Regions from separate parts of the Sus scrofa genome. Here region 1 is linked to region 2. A link is a contact called in public HiChIP or PLAC-seq data. All regions are on one chromosome and are shown on one strand. Each heading gives the region's core, a stretch centred on a gene start, on an enhancer-like site or on the middle of the called end of the contact. The rest is flanking DNA. Distances are from core to core; before and after follow the strand shown.

Region 1 (7,153 bases), core at 2,097-4,596, 140 kb after region 2:
GTATGACAACTTTACCTTTGGAAAACCAAGTCAGCTCTCAGAGGCTCAGTTTCTCTGTGTTTAAAATGGAGTCAATAATAACCGTCCCTCACAGGGAGAAATGAGGCTTAAAGTAGAGAGGATGTATACCGCCCAGCCTGGCATACAGGAGTGCTCAGTAATTTATAGTAACTTTGCAAATAATGATTGACAGCTGACACTGACCGAGAGTTTGGGCACGAGCTAGGCTCTGGGCTCAATGATTGATCTGTTTTATCTCTTTTCATCCCCCAACAATTCCAGGAGGCTGGGGAGAGACACTGTTACAGGTGCCACTGTTATCCCTTTGAACAGATAAGGAAATTGAGGCTCAGGAAGATAAGACTTGCTCAAGATCACACTGCAAATATGAAGCAGAAAAACTTGTCTTTGAACTCAGATCTGAAGGACAGGGGACAGGGCAGGCCCTGAACCCCAGGGTCACACCCCACGTCCCCCACGTCTGTACTTACGAGATTGGCTACAAAGGTCCTGTAAACACCTGAGTTCCCGCTGTGCTGTGTTCACCTCAGTCATCCCTCAGTCTCGGGAAGGGACCTCCTGGCCCCTCCCCCTGATGAGAATCCATAAACCAAAGGTTCTAGAACATTCCTTTGGGAATTCCTTTGGTGGCTCAGGGGCTTAAAGATCTGGCATCGTTGCTGCTGTGGCTCGGGTCACTGCGGTGGCACAATTTCGATCTTTGGCCCAGGGAATGTCCACAGGCTGTAGACTCGGCCAAAAAGAAAAGAAAAAAGAAAAAAAAATCCCAGAATATTCCCTTGACCTTTCCCCCTCTTCTTAAGGTTATTTTGTTCTTTTGCAAAAGTTCTGCAAGAAACTAGCTGGGCTGGCAGATGTTCTGGGCTGACTTGGAGGGACATTTTGCTGGAGGCAGGGTGCTGGGGGCCTGGTGGGAAGGGGAGGGCAGGAGGCTGCTCCACCTGTGCAGCCTAAGGCCAGAAGTGGATGCGGTGTTTCCTTCCTAAGGTGATCTTTGTGTCCTGAACCTGCTTCTCCCCAGTGCCCTGAGGGTACGTGCCAGCCTCCTTCCACGGGAAGAAGCAGCCCTTTGAGAGGTCTGCCTTTCTGCCTTTCTAGCCTTCTCTTCCACCCCTGGACCACTTCTCACGCCATCCTCCACCAAGGCTGTGCTTCCCGTGCTCTGCCCTCCCCCGGGAAGGCCTTTGTCCCTGCTCTGCCCTCCCCCGGGATGCCATCGCTCCGTTAGCCACCTTACACTTCACAACTCCTTCTCTGTGTGGCCTTCCCAGAACCCCCTCCTAGCCTTCCAGCAGTTTGGTCCCCCTGGCCTGGGGTTGCCATGGCAACAAAGAAACACTGCTTCTAGAGCTACCTTGTGCTCCAACTGGCAAGACTCTGATACCCAACTGGTGAGTTGACACCTCCACATGGGTGTCACACAGACCTCTCAAATGTCACCAAAAAGAACCTCCTATTTCCCTTTCTAAAATCCCAGCCCCTCCCCTTCTTAGCAAATGGTGCCACCCCTCGCCCAGATGCTCAGGACAAACCTAGGAGCCACATTTGATTCTGTTGCCTCACTCCACACATCCCATCCACCAGAAGTCCTGTCAACTCAACTGCCAAATACATCCTGAATCCATATTCTCGTTCCACCTTTTTAGTCGCCACGTCAGGCAGGTAGCCACCATCCTCACCTGCTTGGACTGTGACAGTTGTCTTCTCCCTAGTCTGCCAGCTCGCACCTTTACTCCACTCCACCCATCGCAGTAGGAGGCACCTTTTTAAAAGATGAATGAGGAGTTCCCGTCGTGGCACAGTGGTTAACGAATCCGACTAAGAACCATGAGGTTGCGGGTTCGATCCCTGGCCTTGTTCAGAGGGTTAAGGATCCGGCGTTGCCGTGAGCTGTGGTGTAGGTTGCAGATGCGGCTCGGATCCCGCGTTGCTGTGTCTCTGGCCTAGGCCGGCGGCTACAGCTCTGATTCGACTCTTAGCCTGGGAACCTCCATATGCCGCGGGAGGGGCCCAAGAAATGGCAAAAAAAAAAAAAAAAAAGATGAATGAAGTCCTGTCAGACACCTGCTAGACCCTCTAGAGCTCCCCATTCCTCTTAAAATAAAAATCCGCCTCCTCACCATGGCCTGTGAGACCTTATATGACCTGACCTTTGCCCACCTCCCCAAACTCACCCCTACCCCACTTCCCTCCCTCACTCTGCTCCTGCCACATTTGCCCCCTCCCTGTTGCTGAGCTAGAAAGCTTGTTCTTGTCCCTAGGCAGAAACCTGCTATTCCCTTTGCCTGAGGCGTCTTCTGCCAGATATCTGTCTGGTTCATTCTGCCCCTTCATTCAGGTCTCTGCTCAAATATCATCTCCTCAGAGAAGACTTCCATGACCTGCCCATATAAAATAATCCCCTCTATTGCCACCTAATCCTCTACCTACTTTATGTTCCTTTGTTGTTGTTGTTATTATCTGACATCTGACCTATTACATAGGTTTCTTTCGTATATTTGTTTTAATCTAATATGCTGCTAAATGTTTGGCACTCGGCAAGCGGGGAGCTCTGATTACATCTGCCAGTTTCTGTGGCGTAAATACACCCACCATGGCCGATTTCAAGCACCCACAGCACGACTGCACTGGACGTGGAGCTGAGGTGTCCAGTGTCATGTTGTCATACGCTGTTTCCGCCGTGCGCTGTGGTGGGATGTACCATAGTGCAATAGACGTCAGTAATCGCAAGAACAGAGAAAACTAAGTTCGAAGTGTAGAGATGAGTTTCACGCAGTTCTTACCTTTATTTGTATTATCATTTATTTAAATGTAAGATCAAATAATTTAATTTTTAATGATGGCTGTGTAGAAACCAGCTTGCAGAATTTGCCAGCTCGTACCAGCCAGCCCCAACACATCACTGGATACACGCAGATGAGGACAGGGATATGGTCCATCTTGGTTCCTGCTGCTTCTTCGGCTCTGGAACAGTAGAAGGAGCCCATAGTAGGTGCTCAGCTTGTATTTGCCAAACATTTTATAATGCATCTGTTTGCATCAGAAAGCACAAACTGTTTGCCCCATCAACTTGACTCCTTGTGCTGAGTGCAGCCCACAAACGGGTTTCATTTGGCTCTCAGGATGTTTTTAACATTTTTAAAAAATTTATTGCCAGCATTTAAAAGTCATGAGACTTTTGCATGAAATTCCACATAAATCTGGATTTGCAGCTTCTCTTGGAAATTCAGAAGCTCTGGGCACGCTGGGCTGGATTCCCTTGTGACGACAGAGGTCAGAGCTGAGGAGCGGCCGCCCCCTTCAGACAGGCCGTGAGCTTGCCAGCTCGGCGCGGCCCCACCCCTCCCAGTCGCCACACACCAGGCCCCCTTCATTCATTTACATAACCCGCTGGCCCTGTAGGTATTTGAGTTGTAATTGCTGTCTTAGCCTCCATTCTAGCATGTGTCACAGTGTCCCCTCTGGATTGAGGCCACCTTGAGGACAGGCTCTGTGACTTAGGCCCTCTGAGCCTTCTGTTCCTGCTATAGAGCCCGGCACACAGTAGGCTCACAGGTCCTGGAATTTGGTTAAATGTTTGTTGTCAAACGACTCCCGAGCCTCAGCTACCCGAACTGGGACATGTGTTCAATCCAAGCCCGACCAGAATGTGACAAAGAGGTTGGCCCAGGCCAGGGTTTAAAAATACCCCAGGGCTGGTCAGCTGCGAGCACTCGGAGTTGTTAAAACAAACGGGCAAAGTCTGGCCAGAGGCCAGCCCCCCAACTTTGCTCCGTGGAAATGTGGGCTAACAGGAGGGGCCACCAACCATTCCTGGTAGAGGTGGAGCAGTGGGGAGACTGGGCTGTAGCCCCTTCCCCCAGCGCCCTGCTTGAGAAAGGTCAGCGCTAAGTTTGTAAACAGCATCGGGTGACATGACATAATTTCACATAAAGGGTTACGGGGCAGAGTATGAACACAGGGCGGCCTCCCCTGATGTTTCCACGCCGCAGTCTCCCGGAGTCAGGGGAGAACCGGGATGTGGCTGGTCCTGTGGTCTCCCTCCGCCTGCAGAGCCGCTGCCCAGCCCGCCGGAGCCACGGTTAAAAATAACGCTCACAGGACAGTTCCCTGGGGGACAGCCAGCACGGAGGCTGGACAGCGGGGACAGAGCTCTAAGGGAGGGCCCACAGGGTGCCAGATGCTTCCGAGACATTTGCTCATTGAGCCTCACAAAAGCCTTGGGAGGGAGGGATTGCCTTCCCATTCACAGATGGGGAAACTAAGGCCGAGGAGCCATGCCCTCACTGGTTCAAAGTTTCCTGCTCGGTTCCTGGCGGCGCTGGATTCAATTCCATGAGGCTGAAGTGTCGAGAGAAGTCAGGGACCCAGTGGTTCGCTCTGCTGGGTCTGGAGTCCCTGGAACAGTGTCCAGGCCTCAGCAAGTGCTAAGAGGCCGCTCCCACTTATGTCCAAAACCTGCTCCTGCTGACATTTTGGAGTTGGGGGCAGCCGGGGATACACGTTAACAGGTAGATTGAATATATTGTATTTCAGATGTGTCTCCTTAGCATGAGTGCTAAGAAGAAAAATAAACCAGGAAAGGGAGATGGAGTGTCTCAGAGAAGTACAGGTCTAATGCGGGAGCAGGGCCAGGGCAGGCCTCGCTGAGCAAATATTTGAGGACAAACTTGAAAGAGATGAGGGCTTGAGCAACGGGGATATCTGAGGAAGAGCCTTCCCGGCAGAGGAAAGCGGCAAGTGCAAAGGCCCCGAGGCTGGATTGTGCCCGGCACATGTGAGGATGATGGGGAAGCTGGTGTGGCCGGGCCACTGTGAGCGAGGGGCAGCGTGGGAGACAGTGAGGGCAGAGAGGGGGCCAGATCTTGGAGGGCCTTGCACGTCCTAGGAAGACCCAGGCTTTCCGCTGCGACAGATGGGGACCACAGAGGGTCCTGAGCACGTCAGCATATTCTGACCCAGATTCTGAAAGAACCCCCCTGACTGTGTGTGGAGAATGGACCAGTCAGGGAGGAGGTGACAGCAATGGTCCAGGCCAAAGATGCTGGTGACCAGGCCCAGGGGTGGACACTGGAGGTGTGGAGGCAGCGGGAAGGCCACCGTTTCATGTTCTAGATCTGTTGTAAGGGTTGACAGGACACTGCTGGAGCCAGTGTGGCAGACATCAAACCTCAGGGATGACTCCAAGGTTTGAGGCTGAGCTGAGCAACCGGAAGGATGGAGCTCCCCCTTACAAAGATGTTCAAGCACCACGCTGGGCTCCCGGGGAGGCCGGATGTGGTGCAGCCCTTCAGGGGAAAAGCCCTTTTCCCAGTATGGTGGCCTTGCTTTTGAAAATCCACCCCCAGTTCAGATCAGGATTTGTCCCCAGCTCCCCTATTCCATCCCTGGCCCTGAGATCCTTGTAAATTATGCAAAAGCCACCAGGACCCCTCTCCCCCTCAATCCCCGAGGCGCAGCAAACACTTCTATAAGCTCTCATCGTGTGCCTGGCAGGATCCTAGCCTTTACATTTGTAAATTCATTTGATCATCACAACAGTTCAAAGAGGTGGGGATTATTATACATCTACTTCTTGCGTGGAGAGACTAAGTCCCAGAGCGCTTCTGTCACTTAAGTCTGCGATCAGGCAGCTAACATGTGGCAGAGGCAGGATTTGACGCCAGGCAGCTGACCCCAGGGCTCATGCTCATAACCACTATACTGTCTCATGAGGAGCTCACCATTGACCAAGAAGAGCCAAACTGGGCTTGAAGGACTGGGGTGGGGAGAGAGGGGTTCAGCCACCACCCCCACCCCCACCTAGCGGGGATGGTTCTCATTTTCTGAGACCTGATCCATGCCTAGTGCTCTACCCATGCTCTCTCTATTCTGCATATCAACTGAAGGAGTGGACATTGTGATGATTGTACCCATTCTACAGATGAGGAAACTGAGACTCAGAGAGGGGAGGACTCATGTCCAAAGTTACACAGCCAAGGCATGAGAACCTGGGGCTCTGGGGCTCCAGACCCGCTTCTGTCCCCTCCTTCACATTGCCTATGCTTGTCACCTGCTTCTCGCCCTGGTAGCGAGAGGAGGACTTAGGGATGCAATGGCCATGTTGCTTTTCCTTCTGGTTGGCTGGCAGAGGATAAGGAAGAAGGCTAAGGATGCTGAGAGATAATTCAAGGACAGCATAGCTCTTTGGGCTTGTAGATTCTGTCTGGTACAACCAACATTTCTGAGACTAGCACCGAGCCAGGCGCAGGGCATATGGAGGCAGGAAATTGCAGCTGGGTGTGAGAGAGGGCCAGGACCCAGTTGCCTCTGATGGCAGAGGAAATGGTGGGGTTGTCCCAGGAGTTCAGGTCAAGCGCAGCTCAGGGGTGCAGGTACTTGCAAATCTTTTGCCTTGGGCAGCCTGTTTACCTCACAGACCTCAGTTTCTACTGCTGTGAAATGGGTCGATAGTGCCGGCAGCAGAAGGGTGGGGTGCCAAGGGGCCTTGATCCATCCCCAACAGATCACCGCTGTCTCCTAGGACAGGAAAAGCCTGAGACCGAGCAATCGTAGATGTTCTGGAATCGTGGAACCTCCTGGACACGTGGGGAAAACATGAATTTTTTCCGAACGCTTTCCATCTGCTTTTCACATCCACAGAAGCTCTCAGCCCCCTGATAAGGTGAGACCTAAGAGTATACTTACTGAACAGGTAAGAAAACGGACACCTACTTATGTTTTGAGATTTAACCAAGGTCACAGAGCTGGGAAGTGATGAAGCAGGAATTGGAACGTGACTCACTCTACCTCCTTAGCTTTATCTCTTTCCTTCAAGGCTGAAATCATAATAGCTTCGATTTTTCTTGAGCAGTTACTATATGCCAGGCAGTCGTGTGAGCCCTTTACAGGTACTAGCCAGTATTCACCTGCCCTCCGATGGCTGAGACTCTGCTACTTTCTTCCCATTTTTACACCTGAAGAAAGGGCTTGAGTAACTTACACAAAGTCACAGTTAGAAATTTGCAAAGCCGGGATTCAAACTCAAACATTCTGGCTCACAGTCCATGGTCTTAGACCTCAGCGCTCCACTTGAGAGGGTTAGCGGTGGTGTACACGGCGCGGTGCCTGGCACACAGTAAGTGCTTAATAA
Region 2 (6,886 bases), core at 3,096-5,595:
ATAAATATTTCCTTTTCTCCCTTGGTTTCCTCCTTATTTTGCTTTGCTTTGGCATCTCTCATTTCCTAATGCCCCTGCCATCCATCTGTTCTCTCCACAAATGCCAACTGTGTGCCAGACACATGTGAGACCTAGTGGCTGCCCTCAGAGAATTCCTCTTCCTGGTCTAGCTGAGAGGAGAGAAGTTTCACTCATGCACACATTCATTTACTTATTCATTCACCTGTATCACAAATGTCTATTGAACCCTACTGTGTGTCAGCAGTTGTTCAGAACACAGAGGATACGGAAATGAACAAAACAAACAGAAGTCCCTGTTATCATGGGACTGGCATTCTGGTGGTAGCTCAGGGGCCATAAACCAATACAGCATCAAGTAGCACTGGGTTCCATGAAGAACTGCAGTCCTGGTGGAGGTGCTGCTGCTTGATCAGGGAAGTCTTCTCTGTGAGCAGGAAGGGAGTGAGCTATGTGGCTGGCTCTCTGACATAAGAGCATTCCGGACAGCAAGAACAGCAAGTGCAAAGGCCCTGGGGCAGGCACAGGCCTGGGGTGTTTGGGAGGCAGTGAGAAGGCCAGAATGACTGGAGGAGAGTGAGCTGTTTATTTCTGTAATGTTAGAATTCCTCTCCTCCTTTCCTTCCCTTCCTCTTTGCTCATTTTTTTTTTTACAATGAGTCTCTTAATTTTGTAATCCAAATACACAATGACAATTTATATAAATAGAATATCTGGAAAGTCTTTGGGCATGTTGGTATGTAGGAACAGTGACTGCTATTATTATCATTTCTTCTCATTTCTGGTAGGAATGAATCATGTCTAAAGTTTCCTAAAGAGGCAATGGACCCTTGAGCCCTTGTCCCACTGTGGTGGGCCTTTCTTCTTCTTTTCTTTTTCTAGCTTCACTGGGAAGTGATTGATATATGATACTGTATAAATTTAAGGGGATCCATGCGTTGATTGGATCCACTTGTATATCACAAACTGATTGCCACCTGAGCCTTAGCTAACACCTCCAGTGAAGGGCCTTTCTTCTGCCCCATCCTTCTAAGGGTTTCTAAGGTGAGTGTGTACAGTGGATATGTGTGTGTTTGTGACAAGGTCAGGTGCCTCTTCCTTCTCCTCCCCAATCCTGCCCCCTCCTCTTCTTTTCTTTTCCATTTGTGAATTCCTTTTTTTTTTTTGGTCTTTTTAGGGCCACACCTGTGGCATATGGAGGTTCCCAGCCTAGGAGTCAAGTTGGAGCTGTAGCCACTGGTCTACGCCACAGCCATGGCAACACAAGATCCGAGCCACATCTGCGACCTACACCACAGCTCACAGCAACGCCGGATCCTTAACCCACTGAGCGAGGCCGTGGGTAGAACCTTCTTCCCCACAGATGCTAGTCAGATTCGTTAACCGCTGAGCCACGACGGGAACTCCTCTATCTGTAAACTCTTTAGCAGAAGGAAGAACCTATATTCTGGAGGTCTTGTTTCAGGGCTATTGGGAATGTGTGAGTTGTCTGGAGTTTGTGATGTAAGTGGGGGGTTGGGGGGAGGAAGAGCCTGTTGTGTCAGAAAGAGGGAGTTCACAGAGTGCTTGAGGATGGATCTTAAAATAGGGCCCTGGCAGAGCTTTCGCGCCTGCCCGCTTGCATCTCTCACAAGCATCCTATCTGATAAATCTACTTCTTGCCTATCACTTTGTCTCTCACTGAATTCTTTCTGCGTGGAGTCATGAAGAACCTGAACCTCAGTGAGTCCAGACACAGGGTGAGTGAGTCTAATTGAAAACTGTGAGTTTAAGTCCCAATCTGGGTTTAGGCCAGGTTCGAATCCAGGAAGAGGGGTTCAAGTCCCAGTCTGTGTTCTGGCTAGGTTCAGGCTGTTAATGCTGTCAGTTTCACCTTAGCGCTGCACCCTCTCAGCTGCTTCACAGAGACTCCTAGATCCATGCCTCTGACTCTGGGCCTCAAATCTTTGCAAAGAATTAAAATATCTCAATGCAACCAAGCAACGCTCAGAGGTCGAACAAAGGTGTTCCTGAAGGTTAGGTTCTCGTCTCGTCATAGAAAGAATTCAGAAACAAGATGGAAATTGAGAAAGAAAATTGAAGATTTATTTAAGTGAGGAATACACCTGTTGGGGAGAAGCGGGCAGAGAGGCGAGCAGCTGCCCTGTGTTTTTGGAGCATCTCTTAGTTGGAAACTAAAATGAAGGCTACAAAAGAGTAAGTCCCCGTGACTCATTGACCCACCCAGACACAGACCTGCAGTCTCTACCTTCAGACCTCCAGAGGCGAAACAACCAAGCCCGTGAAGTGGCTGACTTCCCAAGGATGAAGACAGCCCCAAAAAGAAAGTTAAATTTGTACCATGATCTCAACTGCCATCCCAGACCTATAGAACTCAGCACATGACCTCTTGCCTGTAAAACCTGATCCTCTCCCAATGGTGGGGTACTCTGAGTTCCTCTTGCTCGCTGTTCCTGGCCACTCTGCTGGTCAATAAATCTTGCTTGAGATCTCAAAAAAAAAAAAAAAAAAAAAAATAGGGCCCTGGTCCTGCCTGCAGTCTTCTCACCGTCTCCAGGGCAGCATTCCCGGGCTCCTTCACCTCTCCCTCCTCCTCAGATGCTGCCTAGTCTACCCCCTCACCTCCTGCCCTGACAGTGGTGGTCACCTCCTCCCTGCTTCTGCCTTGAGCCCCTCAGTTGGTTCTCCACACGGGAGCCAGAGGATCCCCTTAGAACTAAGTCAGACCATGACCCTTCCTTGCCCAGAGCCCTCCCAGGGTCCCACCTTGTTCAGAGGCTCTGCGAGGTCCTACAAGACCCCATCACCACTCTAGCTCGCCTCCCCCAGAACCCCCCTTGCCACACCGGCTCCAGCACGCTGGCCTCCTTTCTGTCCGTGCAGGATCCTGCTCCGGCACTTTGACTGCTATACCCTCCCCATACCCATGGCTGCTCCTCCCCCTCTCTCAAGGGGTCAGCTGGCCCCCAGCAGCCTGCCCTGTCCACCCTCTGGGAGTGGGGCCTCCTGTGACACCTGCTTATGGCTCCCTATCTTCACTCTCCAACGCTTTCATCTCTGGAGGAACATGTTCATGGGTCTGCTCACTTGAAGATACCCGTGTCCCCCAACATCATATGCTGTCACTTACATGTGGAATCAAAAAAAAGGACACAATGAACTTCTTTGCAGAACAGATACTGACTCACAGACTTTGAAAAACTTATGGTTTCCAAAGGAGACAGGTTGGGGGGTTGGGGGACAGGCTGGGGGTCTGGGATGGAAATGCTATAAAATAGGGTTGTAATGATCGTTGTACAACTATAAATGTAATAAAACTCATTGAGTAATTAAAAAAAATTTTAAAAAGATACCTGTGTCCCCTCAGGGTGTCAGCTCCAGGAAGGCTGGGTCTGGGGGCTTTATCTCAGTTCCTGGAACAGTATTGGTATGCAGCATCCAGCAGGTGCGCTGATGTATGTTTGGCAAATGAGTGAGCGTTGGTGCTTTAAAATCAGACCTTGGAATCTTTGCAAGTTTCTTAAAATTCCAACAGTGGAGAGTTGCAGACTTCGAGGCACTGAGACTCAGAGGTTCTGGAGTCCACCTGCCCCCCGACCTCCAGCCCTGCTCAGTTCACCTCTCTGTCTCTCTGTTTCCTTCTGTCTCTGTGTCTTCCTCTGTCTGGCTCAGTCTTGAGCCCCTCCCTCTCACTGTCTCTCCCCTCTCTCTGTCTCTCCAAGTGTTTTCATCTCTGTCTTCCTCTGTATGTCTCTCTCCTATCTTCCTCCTCTCTCCTCTCCTCTCCTCTCCTCCCCTTCCTCTCTGTTTACCGTTGTCCTCTGTCTCTCTTTCTGTGTCTCCGCTTGTCCCTCCTCTCCATCCTCCCCCTCCCTTAGCCTCTGTGGGTACTGGCCCAGCTGCTGCTGTAAATGGCTTTTCTGCCATCTGCCCCACTGAAGGGTTCCCTCCAAGTGTGACAAGGTTGAGCTGTTCTGTGGTCCAGTGAGGAGCAGGGATGGACCCAGGGAGGCTGGAGCTGGGCGTGGAAGCTCTTAGCAACCTTTTCGTTGTGTGACTTGTCAAAGTCAATAATCTCTCTGGGCCCCATCTTCCTTACAATTTCTGGGACCTCCTTTATTTCTCTTCCAAACCTGCCTATTATTTTATTGGCTTGTGGTGATGCTCAGAGAAGTTTATGGATGGGGGGATCTTCACCAGTGCAGCCTCTATGGCAGCCGGAGCAATCTTTTGCCAGGAGTTGACCATGAGAGGGACCAGGCTGGGTGTGTTCCCTGGCTTAGGTCACTATCTATCCTGGGCTCGCCACACAGGGCTCTTTTTACCCAGCCAGGCCTCCCGTCTAGAATCTTGAACTCATTAGGCTGCTTCCAGTCTCAGGGCCTTGGCAGGTGCTGTTCCATCTGTTTGGGACGCTCTTCCTTCTGTCTTGGTCTAGTTAAACTCCTACTTGTTCTGATTCTGGCTTAAACACTGCCTCCTCCATGAAGCCCTCCCTGATGACACCCCCATACGCTAGGTCACCCTGTTAACCACTTTCCATCACTTAGCACAGTTGTAATTACTTTATTTATTTGCTCTCAGCTGCCACAGCCTCCCTATCCCATCATTTGAGCTAAGATTCCCCCCTTCCTCCACCCCTGCCCCCCAAGGGAAGTTGGGAGGCCCAGGCCCATGAGTCAGCAAAGTTCTCCTTCCTCTCTTGGCACTTTCTCTGCAGAGGCTGAGAGCTGGCTTCCTCCAAGGGTGATTAAATTCAAGGGTGTCTAGGTAGAAGGGAGGTGAGCAGGGCCTCTTCCTAGCCCCTGGACCAGCTCTTCAGCACCAGATAGCTTTTCTCCATCTCCATCTCCATGACAACCCCTCCTGGCCTGAGCCACCATTGATAGGCTCTCCTGCTCCTGCTGCCCCATCTGGAGAATCCAGAGGGAGCTTTTCCCACCCCAGACCTAATCTCCAATTTGCCTTGCTATAAACTCTTGCATGACTCCCCATTATTCTCACAATAAAGCCCAGCTCTCCTCAGTTGGACTACAAGCTCTCCATGGCCTGACCTTGCCTCTTTTCCTTCATGCCCCAGTAGCACCCAGCTCCTTGCCTCCAAGACTTAGCACTTGCTGTTCCCTCTGCTCTGGATACTGTTCCCCAAAAATGGATGAAAGACTCAAGTGGTATTCCCTCACCACTTTCATGTCTTTGACCAGATGTTACCTTCTGTGAGAGCTTCCCTGACTGCCCTACTTAAAATTTTAACCTCCTCAGTACCCCTTCTCCCCGTCCCTCCTTTAGTTCTTCCTATAACCTTGAGACCTGGGAGTAGGCCACACATGTTACTGATTCATCTCGTTTCTCATCTGTCTCCCCCACTACAATGGCAGGTCCCTTGGTCAGTATAGTTCCCTGCTGTATTGCCAGCAAGGAGTGAGCCTGGGCTACATGGCTTTGGGGTCACAAGGGCCTGATTTGGAGTTCTGGCTCAGTCACTTTCTGAATTTCTTCTTTCTAGGCCTAAGTTTTCTTACCTGAAACATGAGAGAATATTTGGAATTGGAGCAAGGGTGAAATAAAATCCTGTGTGTAAAAAAGGGGGATGGGGAAGAACCAAAATAAAAAACTCATCATTCATCATTTTGGGGAAATGGGTGACTCCATTCTGCTCTGGCCACTCTGTGGACTATTATGCAGCTGTTAAAAAGAATGGCTCATGGTTTTCCCAGGCACCTTGTGTGGTCAGTCTTTTTTGTTGGTTTTTAAACGTTCTTAATTACACAGATATTTATTCCCCTAGGGTTGATTTTTAACTTAAACAATTCAAGGGAAAATACAGCGTATGTAGTATTTACCTTTGTTCTAAAAGGGAGGAATATATACATTCATATTTTTTATAGTTTAAAAATTAAGATGGAATTCACAAAACAAAAGTAATCATTTAATCATTAATTAATTAACAATTTTAAAGTATACAATTCAGTGACATTTAGTACATTCATTATGTTGTGCAACCATCATGTCTGTATAGTTCCAAAACATTTTTATCACTCTAAAAGAGACCCCTACCCAAACAAGTCACTCCTTTTTTTGGTTTGTTTTGTTTTTGTTTTTGCTTTTTAGGGCTGTATCCACAGCATATGGAGGTTCCCAGGCTAGGGGTTGAATTGGAGCTACAGCTGCCGGCCTACACCATAGCCACAGCAACGCCGGATCCGAGCTGTGTCTGTGACCTACACCACAGCTCACGGCAACGCCAGATCCTTAACCCACTGAGCAAGGCCAGGGATTGAACCTCTGTCCTCATGGATACTAGTCAATTTGTTAACCATTGAGCCACGAGGGGAACTCCCCAAACAAATTACTCCTCGTCCCAGCCTCCTCTCAGATTCTGGCAACCACTAATCTTCTTTCTGTCTCTATGGGTTTATCTATTCTGGACATTTTGTATAAATGGAATCATATAATACGTGACCTTTTGTGTCTGGCTTTTCAATTAGCATAATTTTTTTGAGGTTCATGTGGCATGTATCAGTACCTCATTCCTTTTTTATGGCCAAATAGTGTTCTATTGTGTGGACACACCATATTATGTTTATCCACTCATCTGTTGATGGACATTTACGTGTTTTCACCTTTTGGCAATTATGAATAATGCTGCTATGAACACTTGAGCACAGGTTCTTGTTTTGTGTGGGTATTCTTGAATGAGAAAAGCAAGATCCTGAGAAGGATATATGCTGTGATCCTGATTTGTAAAAGAAATGATAAAGACATCTGTTGACCAGCCAGAGTCTACATAGGATTTTCATGCAAGAACCCAGTCTCAGCTGTCAACATGGGGAGAGAGAAGGCTTTTGCAGAGAAGGAAAAGCAAAGC

Evidence for each region. HiChIP or PLAC-seq counts read pairs in DNA pulled down with a chosen protein or histone mark.
Region 1: an H3K27ac HiChIP or PLAC-seq map of skeletal muscle shows a contact between it and region 2. The contact joins two enhancer-like sites. A contact is called at or near these places in 2 of 2 datasets of contacts at active chromatin or transcription factors (alveolar macrophages and skeletal muscle).

Annotation. Positions count from the first base shown.
Region 1 is chr17:51,920,990-51,928,142 of Sscrofa11.1, forward strand. It overlaps LOC110257431 (a long non-coding RNA gene), which reads left to right. Exons shown (of 2, transcript XR_002340007.1): 2 at 6,545-7,153. LOC102164965 (a long non-coding RNA gene) reads right to left here. Exons shown (of 2, transcript XR_002339849.1): 2 at 5,520-7,153. Among named protein-coding and RNA genes, the nearest start is that of PTPN1, 93 kb to the right of the region's middle. Within about 2 kb of position 3,347, at least 29 of the 83 cell types and tissues checked have an H3K27ac peak or open chromatin away from gene starts, as enhancers often do. A contact at or near this core is called in skeletal muscle, where this site is marked.
Region 2 is chr17:51,783,801-51,790,686 of Sscrofa11.1, forward strand. All of the region lies in intron 1 of LOC110257431 (a long non-coding RNA gene), which reads left to right. Among named protein-coding and RNA genes, the nearest start is that of CEBPB, 65 kb to the left of the region's middle. Within about 2 kb of position 4,346, at least 6 of the 83 cell types and tissues checked have an H3K27ac peak or open chromatin away from gene starts, as enhancers often do. A contact at or near this core is called in skeletal muscle, where this site is marked.